Regions from separate parts of the Ovis aries genome. Here region 1 is linked to region 2. A link is a contact called in public Hi-C data. All regions are on one chromosome and are shown on one strand. Each heading gives the region's core, a stretch centred on a gene start, on an enhancer-like site or on the middle of the called end of the contact. The rest is flanking DNA. Distances are from core to core; before and after follow the strand shown. Region 1 overlaps UIMC1 (ubiquitin interaction motif containing 1). Region 2 holds the start of HK3 (hexokinase 3).

Region 1 (4,804 bases), core at 2,186-4,685, 41 kb before region 2:
TAGAGATTGTTCTTTAAAGGCATTGTTTAAACTGTGACAGAAGCAGGTTGCCTTTACATTTGCTTTCTGAAGAATGTCTTTGAGATAATTTTTTCCTTTTTGTAATTTTATTTATTTTTGGCTGTGCTGGGTCTTTGTTGCTGTGCAAGCTTTTCTCTAGCTACAGAGTGCGGGGGCTACTCTAGTTATGGTGGTGTGCAGGCTTTTCATTGTAGATGCTTTTCTTGTTGCAGAGCACGAGCTCTAGGGTATGCAGGGTTCAGTAGTTCTGGTACATGGGCTCAGTAGTTGTGGCTCCAAGGCTCTAGAGCACACGCTCAGTAGTTGTGGCATATGGGCTTAGTTGTACCCCACCATGTAGAATCTTCCTGAATCAGGGATTGAACCTGTGTCTCCTGCGTTGGCAGGCAGATTTTTTTTTTTTTTTTTTTTTTAACCACTGAGCCATCATTGGCTCATTTTATTAAACATCTAGGAAGAAAAAAGTATTCATTTACTCATCCAATAAATACTTATTAAATGCCTACTATTAATACATGGAAGCTATAGTCAACAGAATATACAAAGTCCATGTTGTCAGGGATGTATTCTAGTAGTAGACTACTTCAGTAAACAAACATAGAATACATCTGAGAGAAAGAAAGTGAAAGTGTTAGTCATTCAGTCGTGTCTGACTCTGTGACCCCCTGGAGAGTAGCTCTCCAGTCTCCTCTATCCATGGAATTCTCTAGGCAAGAATACTGGAGTGGGTTGCTATTACCTTCTCCAGGGGATCTTCCCAACTCAGAGATTGAATTCAGGTCTCCTGCACTGCAGGCAGATTCTTTAACGTTTGAGCTACCCAGGAAGCCCCCTACAATATGTCATGTTGGTAAGTATTTTAGAGAAAGAAATCAAAAGAAGAGAGGAATAGAGAGTACTGAGGACAGGAGGTGGCAGTTTAAAATAGGTGGTGTGGAAGTTTCCATTGAGAAGGTGACATTTGAACAGAGGCCTGAGTGAGGGAATGAGGTGGGAGAGTTTTGAGTGGAGAGGAGAGAGTGTTACAGGCAGTGGGAACAGTAAGTTCAGAGACCCTGAGGTGTGAACAGCCTTGGTGTGTATGGGGAATGATAGAGAAGCCAGTGTGGCTGGAGTGGAGTGAGGGAGAGATTAACAAAACCAGAGAGATGATTGAGAAGGGGACAAGTGAACAGATTACGTAGAACTCGTAGGTCATTAGTGAGGAACTTGAGCTTCTAAATAAGGAAACATTGGAGGGATTTGAGCAGAAAAAATGAATTAATATTTGAACAAAGGATCACTCTGGATGCTGTGTGAATAGATTGTTGATTGATAAGGATAGAAGCTGTGAGACCAGCCAGTGTTTTATTTTTGGTAATATGATACAATGAGAGAAACATGGGCTTGGAACTAGGTAGATCTGAACTTAAATTGCAGCTGTAATACTGGTCAGCTGGGTAATATTTGACAAATTACCTTACTCTTTGAGGATCAGGTTCCTTATTTGTAAAATTAGTCTAGCATCATTAGTATTGTCATGAGAATCAGAAATACTTTTATAAAGTACCCAGCACTGTGTCTGGATTGTTTTAGATATTCAGTAAATGGTAGCTGCTGTTATTGTTCAATATTTCAGCTAGAGCTAAAAGAAGGATGAAAGACAGGGAAAGGCATTAGGGCCAAAGTGCTAAGAATAAGTTAGTGAGAAATAGATCCTAGCGGAGTTAGGAAAGCTGAAGGCATTAACTATATACTCTTTGGGCCTAGATACAGAGGTGTGAATACTGCTAGGAGTGGATTTTCTCTTCATGGATATTTCATGGAAACATAATGGTGCGTAAGCACATGGGTTGTTGTTTAGTTGCTCTGTCATGTCTTGACTCTTTGCGACCCCATGGACTGCAGCATGCCAGGCTTCTCTGTCCTTCACCATCTCCCAGAGCTTGCTCAAACTCATGTCCATTGAGTTGGTGATGCCATCCAGCCATCTTGTCCTGGGTCATCCCCTTCTCCTGCTTCAACCTTTCCCAGCATCAGGGTCTTTTCTAGTGAATCAGCTCGTCGCATCAGGTGGCGAAAGTATTGGATCTTCAGCTTCAGCATCAGTCCTTCCAATTGAATATTCAGGATTGATTTCCTACTGGTTTGATCTCCTTGCAGTCCAGAGGACTCTCAAGAATCTTCTCCAACACCACAGTTCAAAAGCATTAATTCTTCAGTGCTCAGCTTTCTTTATAGTCCAGCTCTCATATCCATACATGAGTCCTGGAAAAACCATAGCTTTGACTATACGGGTAGAGGTAAGAATCCTTAATGGAGATTTGCCTGAGAAATATCAGAGAAATACTGAGACCTAGAATAGGTTTGACGTGGGTGACTCATCAAAAATCAGAAAACCTGAACGTCTCTAGGTAAAACATTTCTTAAATTGAAGAGTTGACTTTTTCAGTTTTATATGTATGTATATGCCTACCTGAATGTAATTTGTACTCCCATTCATTCTTCTCACTTGTGTTAATGTGGCTTTTGTGGTATCTAGGAGGATTAAGTATATTACTGTTGACAACTAACTATAGAGGTGTTAATAATACATGTCAGTAGTTAGGTGTATTGTTAGGAAGTAGCTTAAGTTTAGTAGAAATAGCATGGATTATGGAAACACACTGACCTGTGGGGATATATACAAATCCAAACAAAGTGAGATTATAGTACTGTTGGGTAGATAAGACATACACATGAATAACTGTAATGCAAGATCAAAACTACTAAGGGGCATAAAGATAAATTCTGTGATGTTTCAGAAGAAATGTGATTAGAGATTTAGAAGAAAGGCATTAATGTAAAACAGCAGGCAAAAATCAAATCATATAAATAGGAAAACATGAAAGGTGTACAAAAGAGCACACAATTCAGTGTGGTTGTAGTATGGACATAATGAAAATAAATAGTAAGCAGTTGGAGAATGACAAATGTAACTTGAATTATATGAGTTGATATAGGACAAGGTATTTTTTCAACCTGTAAAAAATTATTTACGTGTTTACACCAGTGTAGTATATAGGACTCTTTTGGGTGCGAGTGTTGGAAATGCAATTCAAGTGAAAAGTGAAAGTGTTAGTCACTCGGTTATGTCTGACTCTTTGCAACCCCATGAACTATAGCCTGCCAGGCTTTCCTCTGTCCATGGAATTCTCCAGGCAAGAATGCTTGAGTGGGTAGCCATTCCCTTCTTCAGAGGGTATTCCCAACCCAGGAATCAAACCCAAGTCTCCTTCATTGCAGACAAATTCATTAGCATATGAGCCACCAGGGAAGCCCTGGTAATCTTAAGCAAAAAAGAGAATTTAGTTTGCATAATAATTAGGAAGCCTGGGATAGGCTTCAGGCTGAGCCAAATCTGGGAGCTGAGATGATGTTTCTCTGTCTTTTGGCTCTGCTTTTCTCCATTCAACAGATAGACTTTGTTATTGTTAAGGGACAGGCAGTGTCTGCCAGCAGCCATAGAGTTTTGTTTATTTATTTTTTTTTAGCCATAGAGTTTTAGCCTTTAATGGGAAAAAAGGAGTTCTTTCTCCTGAGACCATAAATCAATCTAAGAAAGACTCTGATGGTCTTTAAGTAACCACCCCTGGTTTAGTTACTATTATCAAGTGGATGGTTATGTATCATTTATTAATATGTCACAACAAATAACGGAAAACCCTGTTAGTATCTATCAGAAAATTTTATCAATTCTGATAACAGAAAACACCATATTAATTAATGTAATTAAGTGAGTTTAACATGTAAGGTTTCTTTTTCTCACATAACAAGATATCTGGAGTGAGGTAGTGGCTCAGTGACGTAATGCGGACCAAAGCTTTTCTGTTTCAGCTCTGCAGTCCTTGACTTGTAGCTTCTTGACTTATGGTTTCAAGATGGCTGTTCTATCTCTAGACCTTAAATCTGTGTTCCAGGCAGGAAGAAAGGATAAAGGAGCATGATTGTAGGTTGTAATTACTGCAATCTATTAACTTATTCCTATAATAATCTCATGGAATTGAGTTTATTCCAAATTGTGGAAAAATTAGGTCGGTTATAGATTTAGTGTTTGTTCATGTCCTTTATGTGTGTGTTTATGTGTCTTTGAAGTCAGTCATTGATTAATTTGCTGTTAATGAAGTTTTCTGTTAGGTGCTGGGAGTGTTCACAGGGTGATAAGGTGATAAGTGCTCACAGAGCTGATTGAACCTCAAATTTGTATTCAGGAAATTCACAGTCCAGTGAGGCAGACCGACTTGGACATGACTAAATATGATACAAATTAGTTGAAATGCTAAAATAGAGGCACTAATATCAGGTGTGGGTTTTTAACCCCCCCCCCTTTATTGAAAATGTGCATCTAAAATAGCAACAAGCCTTGTTAGGTGTAAATTGTTTGAATTTCTGATTTTTTCTTTAAACCACACTACAAAAAGTAAAATTACTGGATTATATATATAAAGTTTTAAGACTGTTTTCAGAAGATTCTACTCGTTTAAATTCTCATTGGCAACACATGACAGTTTTCCTTTCACCACACCATTACAGATACTGAGGAATGTTACTTTTTCTTTTTTGTTTTTAAAGCATGATATATTCATTAGATAATCAGTGATATTTCATTAAATTTTATATTTCTTTGATTAGTACAGTTGAATTTGTTTCTTTTTTAAAAAAGCCAACTTGTATTTCTTCTTTGAAAAATTGTTATCTGAACTTTCCCAAGTATCTATTGGGTTCTTAATATTTTTCTTATCAATTTATGTAAGTTCTTTAGAAA
Region 2 (4,600 bases), core at 1,245-3,744:
TAGTGGGCTACAGTCCATGAGGTTGCAGAGTCAGATACAACTGGACAACTTTCATCTTCAGTTTTCATCTCATGTTAGATCTAGAACAGGGGCGCCAAAGACAAATAAGAATCATTCTTTGAGAGTCCACAGTGCAGTAGGGGAAGGCAAACATTCTATTGATAGATTGTAGTCAATGCAATGATACAGGGAGATCAAGACACTATGGGATCAATAGGCTGCTACTCAGCTAGGATCAGGGCCAGGAGGAGCTTGTCTGGGAAGGCTCCCAGCATTGTTGATGTCTAAGGTGTAATTTAAAGAATGAAGAAAAGTTAAGTGGAAAAGCTGGATGGGGCAAAGAGGGAGTCAATCCAGGCAGATCAGCATGAACAAAACACTTAACAGTAAAGAGCAGCTTGATGGGTATAGGAGAGCTGGAGTAAAAGGGCATGGGGGGAAAGGCAGGAAGCTTATTTGGGCTTGAGGGCCTGTGTGCCTGGCCTTGGGGCACTGTCAGCTGTGAGAAGCAAGCCTGGGAGCAGCTCAGAACAAGGATGGCCTGGCTCTCATCCCAGCCATGGTACTTGGGCTACAGCCCACGTTTCCCCCAGCTATCTGCCTCTCCTGTTTCCTTAGTTCCCCCTGAACAGCTGGAGATTGGCGCTTAGGGTCCATGAGGACCCTTGTCAGGACTTGTCCTTCCCCTTGTTGGTCAGTGGTCATCTGGTCTGAAGAGAACTGCTGATCCCTGCTATGCCTCTGCTCCAGTCAGGGCTGTCACAGTAGTTCACAGACCCCAAGCCCAGGCTGCTTCCTCCCTGCATAGGCTCTGACATAGGCCTTCTTTGACACTCTGCCTAGGGTACTGGGACCCCTGCTGCTGGGGAAATAGACATGGGACTCCAGAAATACAGACAAAGAGCCCTGGCATTGCTTGTCAGGGATGTATCCTCACTCAGGTTCAGGAGAGAGCAAACTGTCAGCATGAATCACAGCTGGGCCTTTGGCATTCAGTTCTGTGTTCTCTCCTAACTAAACAAAGTTGAGAGAGACGAGCCCCAGGCTAGGCAGGCTGCTATGTTGTGAATGACGGCCACTCTGTCCTCCCCACCCCCATTCCCAATTTTCCTGCCTTTAGAGCTTATCTGCCTGATTGCTGCCCACTGAACTGTGCAGTGGGGCTGATGTCTGGCATGTTTCCAGGTCCAGTCATGCCCCAGACTGACAGAACAGGTATCATCCTCGGTCTCCATCCTGGTGTCATGTGTAGGCCGAGTACTGTTATGGTTAATGGTAGGGTTACTGTTGATGAGGTAGCCGGAAGTTTTAAAGTATCTGCTCACCAATTTCGAGGGAAATTGGTGCACTATGTCTAGTTACCATGGTGGGTAGGTGTCTCAGTCCATTTGGCTTGCTATTAAATACTACCACAGACTGAGTGGCTTATAAACAATGGGAATGTATTTCTCACAGTTCTGGCAGCTGGACATCTAAGATCAATGTGCCAACATGGATGAAGGCCCTCTTCCAGGTTGCAGACCACCCACTTCCTGTATCCTCACATGGCAGAAGAGGCAAGGGAGCTCTCAGTGACATATGATGAGAACACTGGTCCCATTCATTAGGGTTTCACCCTTAGGACCTAATCACCTCCCAAAGACCCTACTTCCTAATACCATCATCTTCAGCATGAGGCTTTCAACATAAGGATTAGGTTGGTGGGGGTGAGGGACAAAACTGTTTAGACCACAACACTGGGCACAGTGATATCCCAGCTTTCTGCACATTCCAGAAGACATTCAGGGAAAACCAGCTGGCTAGCCCACAGCTCCACTGCAGCTTGAGATTCCTCTTCCCCTTCTGGTAGGGAAGTCCCACAGTGTGAACCTACTGTTAACCTCTTGGCCTATAGACTAAACTCCAGTCTGGCTGCCTCTCATCCCACCATATATCCTCACCTACATGTGTCATCTTGAGGTCCTTGGAGCTGAACCCCAATTCCATGAAGTTGCCTTGTGCTCCGTGATTTTGTACATGTTGTTCTCTTTGTCAAGGACACACTCCCACTCTTCCTTCAGTGCTCAGCTTCCTCAATTTCTGCCCACTCTGGGGCAGGGTTAGTCTCTTCCTCTTGTACTCCCACATTGCCTCTTGTTCATTTAGTAAGTCCTTCCATGTTTTGGAAAATTGTCCATTGAATTGCGTATTTCCCAGGTTAGGTTCCTCTAGTTCCTTTCCAGTGGTAAGCCAGCACTTCAGAACTCAGACTCGGAGTGCCTGTAAAATGGATGGAGCTTCCCAGCATTGCAGAGGGGATATCCTAGGGCTCTTGACTCAGTTCAAAACTCTCAACTTCCTGTGGTGATCTTGCTTAAATTTGCACCATGGTCCTGCCTAACCCAGCCTCCCCTTAAGACAGACTCAGAGGGAAGTGCACCTTCCTGAGTTAGCTGGTGTCTAGTGAGAGGGTGGGGCTTGGTGACATTGTAACTCATATCACTGGTGAGTTTCACTTTGGAGTGCAAACCAGGCCAGTGGATGTCTCGTTGAGAAAGAAGAGCTCAGATCTAAGGAGAGTGACCAACTGCTGCTTCTCCCAGGTAAGATCCTTCTCTAATTACTGCCAACCTCAGTTCCAGCCCCTTGCTCTCATCTCTCCTACTTAGGCCATCCTGGATGAGTGGAGGCTGGAAAGACTAAGTTGGCTCTTCTTTAGTGGTGGTTCCCATCCTTGGTAGAGGTCCCTGGCATACCTTTCAGAAGGAAGGCCTGTTCAATGTAGCTGACTCAGCTGAATAATGCCAAGAGGCCCCTAGTTATTCAAACATGAGACCCTAGGCTGGGTTCAGGGATCTAGTGATGTGGGAGACATGTCCCTCACCATAGGGACTCAGCTAGAAGAGACACAAATGAATGCATTTACCAGAAGTGTAAACATGGGTTACTTGAGGGAAGCTTTATAGTCTCTGATGTGTAGAAGTGCTGAATAAATATTGAATAGAAGAAGGAATGAATAAGAGAGTGAATGAATGAATGAATGAATGAGCTAGCTGGGCCTCGAAAGGAGAGTGAAATCTCACCATGTGTGTATCCCTAGGCCTTCCTCTCCCAAATATAATTGCCTTATTTACCCCATTTTATCCTCAAAAGAGACCTCTAACATATGTGGAACATATGTTTGACAGATTTGAGAGAGAGTATAGGTATATGTGACTTTGGGGAGAATTGTTGGAAACTGATTTCTTGGTTCTCTGAATAAGAAAAAACTCCCCATCTCTCAATTTTTTTGGCTGTTAGGCAAGTTTTACTGGCAGCTGCTTTGGCCAAGCTCTGTGCTGGGCACTGAAGAAATAATGACTCAGACACAGCAATTCTAGGGAAGGGTGTGAACAAAGGCTGAACAGCCAGAGATAGGACAAAGCTCGTAGTGTGTCTGGAATATGAAGGGGAGGAGCAAAAGAGGAAGCTTGGGTTGAGGACAATGTCAGGGGCCTGCAATGCCACAATAAAGTGTTGGGGACTTGTTTTTTTCTGCAGTAGAAACCATCACAGTGTGAAGGTTGTCTTCCTTTCTTAGGGGAGATGGGACTGGGGAATGACATGATAAAGTCTATTTTTGCACAGTCACTCTGGGTGACATGTTTGTTGTGGGTAGGGTGGGGAGGTAGACACACAGGAGCAAGAGTATCAATTAGGAGACTGTTGGAATAGTAAGGTGAGTAGGAGGTCTAGGACAGTGTCTGTGGGAACCGGGAGGTGGGGACGCACAGGGGAGCTCTTTCCACTCTCAGCTTTTTCATCCTGAGAAATGATTGCATAGAGGAAATGAAGGCCAGGGATGTATAGAGGCAACATGAATGCCTCCAGCCAAGGTGAAGGACAGGAGAAGAATTTCATGAGGAAAAGTGAAGGAGAAAATGAATGTGATTTTGACCATTGAGTTTGAAGAAGCTTCTCCAGCATCCAGAGATGCTAACAAACCATTGGAATTTGGCTCAGAACAGGGGTAGATTTGAGAACCTTCACACAGAGGTTTTAATCAGTCCTTGGGGATGAGTGAGATAAAGAGGAAGCATTGGAGAAGCAGGCTATGGCCAGAAACTTGAGAGCCGCATTGTTTAAGAGGAGCAAAGTAAAGGAGTTATTGATGAAGACTATGAGAGACTCAGGAAGGAGGCCAGGAAAGACTGGTGGGCGCATCTAAGAGAGAGAACTTTGCAGTGAAGAGAAGTCTCATGGCTTTGCATGCCTGAGAGGACAGAAGGGTGAGGACTGAGGAAAAGGCTGGAATTGGGCCATCAGGAGATCACAGGTGACAATAGGAAGGGCAAATTCATGGATGTGTTGGGAGTGACAGGTGGGGAGAGGTTGCGATGGTGGGAAGGCAGCTTTCCCAAAGTTTACCTGTTATAGGAGAGGGCCAGATGCCTTCTGCCCATCTTGGGCCCTCCAGTGCACCACCCCTGAAGGACACTTGAATCACTGAAGTCTTCTTTGGAAACTTCCTGGTCCCCTTATAATTCATATCCAGATGAAAAAAAAAAAAAGGCCTTGAGATGGAGAGGGTCTTCCTAGGTGGTGCTAGTGGTAAAGAACACCCCTGTCAGTGCAAGAGATA

What was found. Hi-C and Micro-C count contacts between places; a contact is called where the count stands out from the background.
Region 1: a contact with region 2 is called in a Hi-C map of hypothalamus, with 2.4 times the contacts expected there. The contact joins the enhancer-like site here to the promoter of HK3 in region 2. A contact is called at or near these places in 5 of 16 Hi-C or Micro-C datasets (blood and hypothalamus).

Annotation. Positions count from the first base shown.
Region 1 is chr5:36,119,017-36,123,820 of ARS-UI_Ramb_v3.0, reverse strand. The region is part of intron 10 of UIMC1 (ubiquitin interaction motif containing 1); the gene reads left to right. Among named protein-coding and RNA genes, the nearest start is that of HK3, 42 kb to the right of the region's middle. Within about 2 kb of position 3,435, at least 5 of the 54 cell types and tissues checked have an H3K27ac peak or open chromatin away from gene starts, as enhancers often do. A contact at or near this core is called in hypothalamus, where this site is marked.
Region 2 is chr5:36,077,016-36,081,615 of ARS-UI_Ramb_v3.0, reverse strand. It overlaps HK3 (hexokinase 3), which reads left to right and starts at 2,494. Exons shown (of 18, transcript XM_060415696.1): 1 at 2,494-2,582.